Regions from separate parts of the Mus musculus genome. Here region 2 is linked to region 1. A link is a contact called in public Hi-C data. All regions are on one chromosome and are shown on one strand. The core of a region is the stretch at or near the end of the contact, and the rest is flanking DNA. Distances in the headings are between cores, read along the strand shown.

What was found. A called contact is a pair of places that touch in the nucleus more often than the background predicts.
Region 2: a Hi-C map of bone marrow-derived macrophages shows a contact between it and region 1, with 63 read pairs. The contact joins the promoter of Sv2a here to the enhancer-like site in region 1. A contact is called at or near these places in 14 of 39 promoter capture datasets (the C10 cell line, the HPC-7 cell line, the SN4741 cell line and 10 more), 3 of 15 datasets of contacts at CTCF or cohesin (CD8 T cells, the NIH/3T3 cell line and large pre-B cells), 4 of 484 Hi-C or Micro-C datasets (B cells, bone marrow-derived macrophages, embryonic stem cells and 1 more), 37 of 115 datasets of contacts at active chromatin or transcription factors (the 230-238 cell line, CD8 T cells, DN3 thymocytes and 22 more) and 5 of 9 other capture datasets (adipose tissue, bone marrow-derived macrophages, embryonic stem cells and 2 more).

The regions. Positions count from the first base shown.
Region 1 is chr3:96,081,274-96,084,607 of GRCm38.p6, reverse strand. No RefSeq gene overlaps it. Among named protein-coding and RNA genes, the nearest start is that of Gm30044, 21 kb to the left of the region's middle. Within about 2 kb of position 1,692, at least 17 of the 459 cell types and tissues checked have an H3K27ac peak or open chromatin away from gene starts, as enhancers often do. A contact at or near this core is called in the HPC-7 cell line, bone marrow-derived macrophages, embryonic stem cells and 1 more, where this site is marked.
Region 2 is chr3:96,179,228-96,182,791 of GRCm38.p6, reverse strand. It overlaps Sv2a (synaptic vesicle glycoprotein 2 a), which reads right to left and starts at 1,565. Exons shown (of 13, transcript NM_022030.3): 1 at 1,489-1,565.

The DNA of each region.
Region 1 (3,334 bases), core at 443-2,942:
TTGAGAGGCTGATTCAGACCTTGTGTTCGTCACAGCCGCTAGCCCACCTAGGGTGGAATCTTCCTATCAGGGTAAAGTCCATTGTCCTGCCACATCTGCTGCTTCCTCCAAGACTCCACTACCTGCTGAGAGGCTGAACTTGTTTTCCTGATGAGATCCTGGCAAAGTGGGGGATGGGTTCCCACCCCTTTATAAGCTCAGGCTCATAGTAAACATTGGTCGTTAATCAGAAACTTTGTCTTGGTCTCATTCTTCTCTTGCTGTCTACCCACACAGCCCGAGCTTTCCGTTCAGGAACCCAGGAACCCGCGGCCGCTGGTGGCTCCAGAAGAAGTCTTTTTATGTATGGGTGTCTTGCCTGCATGTGTGTCTGTACATCACATGCTGTATGTGTGGTGCAGCAAGGAGTCCAGAAAAGGGGATTAAATCCCCTGAAACTGGAGTTACAGTTGGTTTTAAGTTGACATGTGAGTACCCAAAACTGAACCCAGGATTTCTGCAAGAGCAGCCAGTGCTCTTAACCACGGAGTTATTTCTCCAGCCCAGAATCTTAACCCTGATCTTCAGTGACATCCACGATTATTGAAGTTTCCCTATGCTTCAAAGATACTGTTAGTGGTATGTAATTAGAGTAAGAGACAGAATATTTTTGGTCTCTGCTAACCTCTGTCATTAAAACCCAGAGTTAGCATGAGTCTAACTGCTTTTAGGTGTCACCTTTTGCTTGTCACGGTGACCCTCACAAGATCAGCATTATTCAGTATTGTACTGAACAGAACTGAGGGTCGGATGGGTTCAAGAAATTCGCGTAACATCAGATATGGTGGGTAGTGCATGACTGTAACCATACCTGAGGAGGCGGGAACAGGGTGATTGTGAATTTGAGGGTGGCCCAAGAAAAATAGTGAGACCCTATGAAAGAAAAGAAGGGAGGGAGGGAGGGAAGGAGGGAGGGAAAGAGAAAAGGGAGGAAGAGGAAAATATTGTGTGAAGGTATATAACAATAAACATAAAAGTCAAAATTCAAGCCCAAATTAAAATTAAAGCACATATCTAGGTACCTCTAATAATTCTCTTTTGTTTAGCACTTTTATTTAATGCTTTGGTTTTTTGAGTATTTTGTCTGCCTGTATGTATGTGCATAACATGTGTGCCCGGTGCTCATGGAGCCCAGGAGAAGGCATTGGATCGCTTGGTACTGACGTAGATGGTTGTGAGCAGCTATGTGGGTGGAGACCCAAACCTGGGCCCTCTGTGAGAGCAGCAAAGTTTTAAGTTTAACAGCTGAGCCCTCCCTCCAGTGCCTTGCTTAGCACTTTTAGTTTGTTGTAAAGGCATCCATATAGAATGGCCCTAACAAGGGTGTGGCTACAGCGAAAAGGCACTGTAACCAATTCATAGCTTAGGCCAGGACAACAGCGCTCACCAGAGAATGTGCAAAAAACAAAGGACCCAGGACCCATTGTGTTCTCCCGAGGTCGGAACCAGCACCCTATCGCTCTCAGAACTTAAAATCGCTCCCGTAAGCACTTTCAGCTAGATGTAGATGAAAGTACTATAGATTTTCCGCTTGCTTAGGCTTCTCTGGCTGCAGCAGGAATGCCAATGACAGAGCCGTGACGGGCCCTCTGGCCAACTCCAGCACAGCCTCATTCAGCAAGTTTGTCCTTTTTCTGCTGTTGCTCCCAGCTGACAGAGCTACTTTTAAAAAGGAAGTCATTTCTGCAAACCCATTTGAAGCAAGCTCATTCCTCTCTGGTGGTTGGCAGATAAGACTCTGGCAGAATAATCTAGAAATCTCTCTTCCAGCGCTAAAATAGAAGTGCTTGAGTTTTTAGTTGCTTTTTGCGTTGTTGTGCTGGTAAAGTATAAATATATTAGCAGGCCTTGGTTTATCCAAAATAACATACTTTGGATGTTGCAGTTTTTAATTTTATAATTAATAATGGATTTTTAAGATGTCAGCGCACTTTGCAGCACTGAAATTCATTGCATGATTAATTTAAGCAGCTTTCTTCATACATCACCCTCTTAATAGCCATCTAGTACTTAAAGACTTTCTGATGAACAACATAAGCTAAGTGTAAGAAGACAGTAAGCACTTGAATCCGACTAAGGGGCAGAGGGCGAGTACAGGATGGGGGTCATGGATACCCCAGCAAAGTAAGGACATTTGGAACACTTAGTGTCCTCTAGCATTGAACTATCAGTCTTTAGAAAAGAGAAAAAAACAGTTTGACACCCCATCTTGAGAGTGCTCATCAGCACATGTCTCTGTGAGCCTCCTCCTGTAGGTTACATCTTTTTTTGTTTTTGTTTTTTTGCTTTTAGATTTTTTTTTTTTTTGAGCACATGGAAGAGTGTTTTTGTCTGCAAGGACATGTGTGCCTCACATTGCTTGGTACCTAGAGAGGCCTGAGCAGGGTGTCAGGGGAGGGGACCTGGAATTAGAGGTGGTTGATTGCCACCATGTGAATGCTAGGAACCAAACCAGGTCCTCTAGATGAGTCAGTGCTCTTGACTGCTGAGCTAGCTCTCAAGCCCCCATGAATCTCTGTTTCAACACAGGATACCTTACCATGAAGATTCTGGCCTCAACATACTGTTGGTTTTATCATCATCATCATCATGGAGATATGAAAGATTAAAATGCAGAAAAATTGCTAACTATAAAAAAATGGGACAGTCATTGACATCCATAGCTGACAGTTGTAATAACACCCTTCTCTTCCTGTGACTGAAATGGTCTCTGCTTTGTCTCCTTCGAGCAGCCTCCACAGAACTGCTGGCCAATAGCGATAACAGCAGGCACTCTTGTTGCCTGGCCTTCTGATGTCTCAAAATCAAATATAGCGTTTATGCTTGTCTTATTCAGGGTCTCTATTCCTGCACAAACATCATGACCAAGAAGCAAGTTGGGGAGGAAAGGGTTTATTCGGCTTATACTTCCATGCTGCTGTTCATCACCAAAGGAAGTCAGGACTGGAACTCAAGCAGGTCAGGAAGCAGGAGCTGATGCAGAGGCCATGGAGGGATGTTCTTTACTGGCTTGCCTCTCCTGGCTTGCTCAGCCTGCTCTCTTATAGAACCCAAGACTGCCAGTCCAGAGATGGCACCACCCACAAGGGGACCTCCCCCTTGATCACTAATTGAGAAAATGCCTTACAGTTGGATCTCATGGAGGCATTTCCCCAACTGAAGCTCCTTTCTCTGTGGTAACTCCAGCTGTGTCAAGTTGACACAAAACTAGTCAGTACAATGCTTTTAATAAGAAGGGCTGGAGAAGTGTCTCAGAGGTTAGGAGTACATGCTATAATTCCAGAGCATCTGAGTT
Region 2 (3,564 bases), core at 316-2,815, 98 kb before region 1:
TGTGGGGGTAGGAAAGGCTCCCCAGCCACAACAGCACACAGTGGCTCAACAGCCAGTGCCCCCCCAGGGCCACCAAGCCCAGGAGGGAGAGAAAGAAGACAAATTCTTTGAGCTGGTGAGGAAGTCGTGCTATATTTAGCCTGCAGAGCAGCACAAGAGTGGCTGAGCCTGAGGAAGAGAGACAGCACTGGGAGAGGTGGAGTTAAAGGAGACCAGACTGGGATTTACCAAGTCCTTTAAGGCTGACTGGCTTCACCTGACCGGAAGAAACATGTCCATAATTTTCTGCAGAAGGTGGAAAGGGCATGTGGAAAGGGCTTCGTAAGCAAACCTTTCAAGTAAACTGCTCAGGTCCAGACGGGCCCCCTAATCAAAGCCCCTGCTTTGGAGGCCACCCAGGTTTCCATCCCATCCCATGCCAGGTCATTAAGAAGTGACAAGGTCATGAAGAAGCAGTCATTGATCAGAAGATTCCCACTGAAAAGGACAAGGGGCAGAGAAGATTCCAGAGTGCCCCCCACCCCCACATCACAGCTTGATAACTGACCCTCTTACCCCTCCGCAAGACTGACAAGACTGAGCCTCACCCCTACAATCTACCCCTGGGTTTGGAAGATGGGAGCATCCAGTTTGGGGGGGTGGGGAGGTGTCAGCTGAGAATGTACACGGAGAAATGCTCACGGAGAAATGCTCACGGAGAGGCCAGGGATGTAGAGAAAATGTTTCACATGCATAGGCTTAGGGACCGCCTCTGCCAGGATTGCGGAGACCCCCAACCCCCACCTAGCCTCAGCTCTGGTACCAGGCATGAGGCCCTGGAACTGATTACATGGCTGCTCCCACCCCTGGTCCTGCTGCTGGACAGGTTCCCACCATCCTTCTGCGCCCCTCTCCTGACCCCCTCAGTAAGCGCCTCTAGTGCCAAGCCCCAACACCTGGTTGCTTCCCATGTCTGTCTGCCCAGTGTTTCATTCCTTCTATCCTTCACCAAGCCGATTCCTCTACCCCCTAACCCACCCAAGTCCAGGCAAGAGCGGCTGTACTCATTCTATGGCCCCAGCCAAGGTCATTTACCATGGGTGGGGGGGGGGGAGAGGGGGGTTGGGGAGGGACGTACATCAAGGTGAGGAGAGGATGGAGTTTGAGGGAACCTCAGCTTACCTAACAGCCCCTCACCAGGTTTATGTAATGGGGACTTTAAGCTAAGGTAGAAAAAAAATCCTCGCATATGTATGTATGTGTGTATATACATACAAATACATATATGTGTATTGCACATATATATTTATTTATTCAAGTATATTCTCAAAGCAATTGAAATAAATGGCCCATTCCCCAAACCACCATCACCCCCACCACCACCCTCACCCCTACAGCGGGGACAGTCACCCTCCCCATAAGCAAAGCATCAGAGATAAAATGGCTGCAAGGCTAGACGAGGATGCTTCTGCCCGGGGCGGGGTAGAGGTGAGAGGAGAGGGGTCTCACCTGAGCTTGGTTCCCCGGGTCAGGGAGTCCCCGGGTGAGGGAGGGGGTCCAGCCACAGGGCTGAGGCGGCAGCGGCGACTGCTCCTCCCGGTACCAGGGGAAGCGGCACTGCAGACCTGCCCCCCGCACGCGCTCCGGCCCCGCCTCCGACCCTCCCTCCCCCGCGCCAGTGAGCAGCGGGAGAGACCATTGTGGGGGGTGGGGGTGGCGAAAGAAAAGATGATGGGGCGGGGGGGGGGGGGGGGGGACTTAGGACACAGGAAGAAAAGATGAAGGAACTGGAGGGGACTGTCAGGGTGACAGCTGGAAATGACAGTCTTTCTCAGCCCCTTCCTCCCTAGCAAAAGATGCCAGGAATTAAAGACACTAGCAGTGGTTAGGGGAGTAAGTGGAGGAAATAGACAGGTGATGAATGAGGTAGCCCCTTCCTTTGCACCCAAGCTAGGATGAGAGAACCCAGGAGTCCCAGCAGTTCTTGCTGCGTTAAAAACAGCTCCCTCCCCTTCCACACTGCTCCCTGGAATTAAAAACCCTCTCCTAAACCCACAGCTTGGACTCCAGGTTCACCTTGCTATGTGAGAGGACTCAGAGATAACAAGGTGTGGTTTCTGTACTCAATAGTCAGAGTCAGTGACAACTGGGCCCCTGTCATCTGTCTCCTCCAAAAACAGTCCAGACTGTTTATGTACAAGGACCTCCCCCTCCCCATTTCTATTCAATTGCTGGTAGCAGAGGCGGTGCTAGAGGAGTTTGTCTGATCAACTGGACAGTTCCCTTTCTAACCACACTCTCCAGTGACTCAAAAATACATACATACATACATACATACATACATACATACATACATACATACATCCTATCAATTAACAACCTCCTCTTGTGTGTGTGTACGTACACTGGCTTGGGTTCTCCTTTTCTTGAATCTTTTCTGTTTTATTGTCAGGTAACCTGGACTGACAGATCCAGAGGCACTTCAAGGATGTACAACCTGAACCAGTCTACTCCAGATAAAACCTTGGGATTGTCTGGAACAAGCACTGACCAAAGCACAGCCCAGATTTCCACCGTTGGTTTTGACCAAGTCCCCTGCCTCTGTGAACCAACAGGCTTCTTGTCTAGAAAATGGAGTGTTTTGGATGAGGCGTCTTTTTTAGCTGTAATACCATGAGACTGCTCGGTTAAGTGTGGGTCTAGGATGCTGGGAGATACTGAATACAGAAGGCTGGCAGCCTGTGTGCTCAGAGATTTCCCAGATGCCATTTGACATCTGAATTTACTATGCTAGGGATATGAGCCTAAGTTTTGGAGGACCCAATGCTGGATTTTGGAAATGTATGGGTCAGTAAGGTTCACAATTAACTGAAAGTCATAATAGATACTAATTTATCCTAAAAAGTTACCTCTCACCTAGACTGAAGATTTTTGTGTCCGGTACACTCTCCCCCTTAAGCCAAGTCAGGACCATGTCAGTGTAAGTCACCCAATGACATAACGGAATGAGAGAACTTGTATCTTTAATGGCATCTGGCCATCCCCAGTAGGAGGCCAATGATTCCAAAAACTCTCCTGGCAACAACTCTCTGCCCCACCTCTACGAGCGGGGAAGCTTTGCCAATGCTCTAGGAGTACTCTTAGTCTGCTGGCTGGAGCACTCTTTCCAGGATGGTACTTGGAACAGCTCTGCCCACATGGGCCCCAGGGACTAGCCCTTTACTAGACTTTCATTGATGAACCCTCTTAAGGTTTAATACATCTTTTAAACACATTATTCCCCATTTTAGGTTTAGCCAGGCCTTGCTGGAGGGAAGCTGTGTCTTCTCTTTCAGGTGCTTCTGCACACTCTGCACTATTTCCTAGCTTTGCAGAAATCTATCACCCATCAGCCAAGGGCAGCATAAGCCTGTGGTCCCAGCTAGCAGGAGGCTGAGACAAGTTCCATGCTTGTCTGGGCTGCAGAATGAGTTTAAGGGCATCTTAGACCCTGTATCAAAATGAAAAGTACAAAGAGGATTCAGTCCCCAGGACTGCAAGCAAATTAAAAGGGAAAATACGAAGTTTATTTTAAATTCTGAGGGA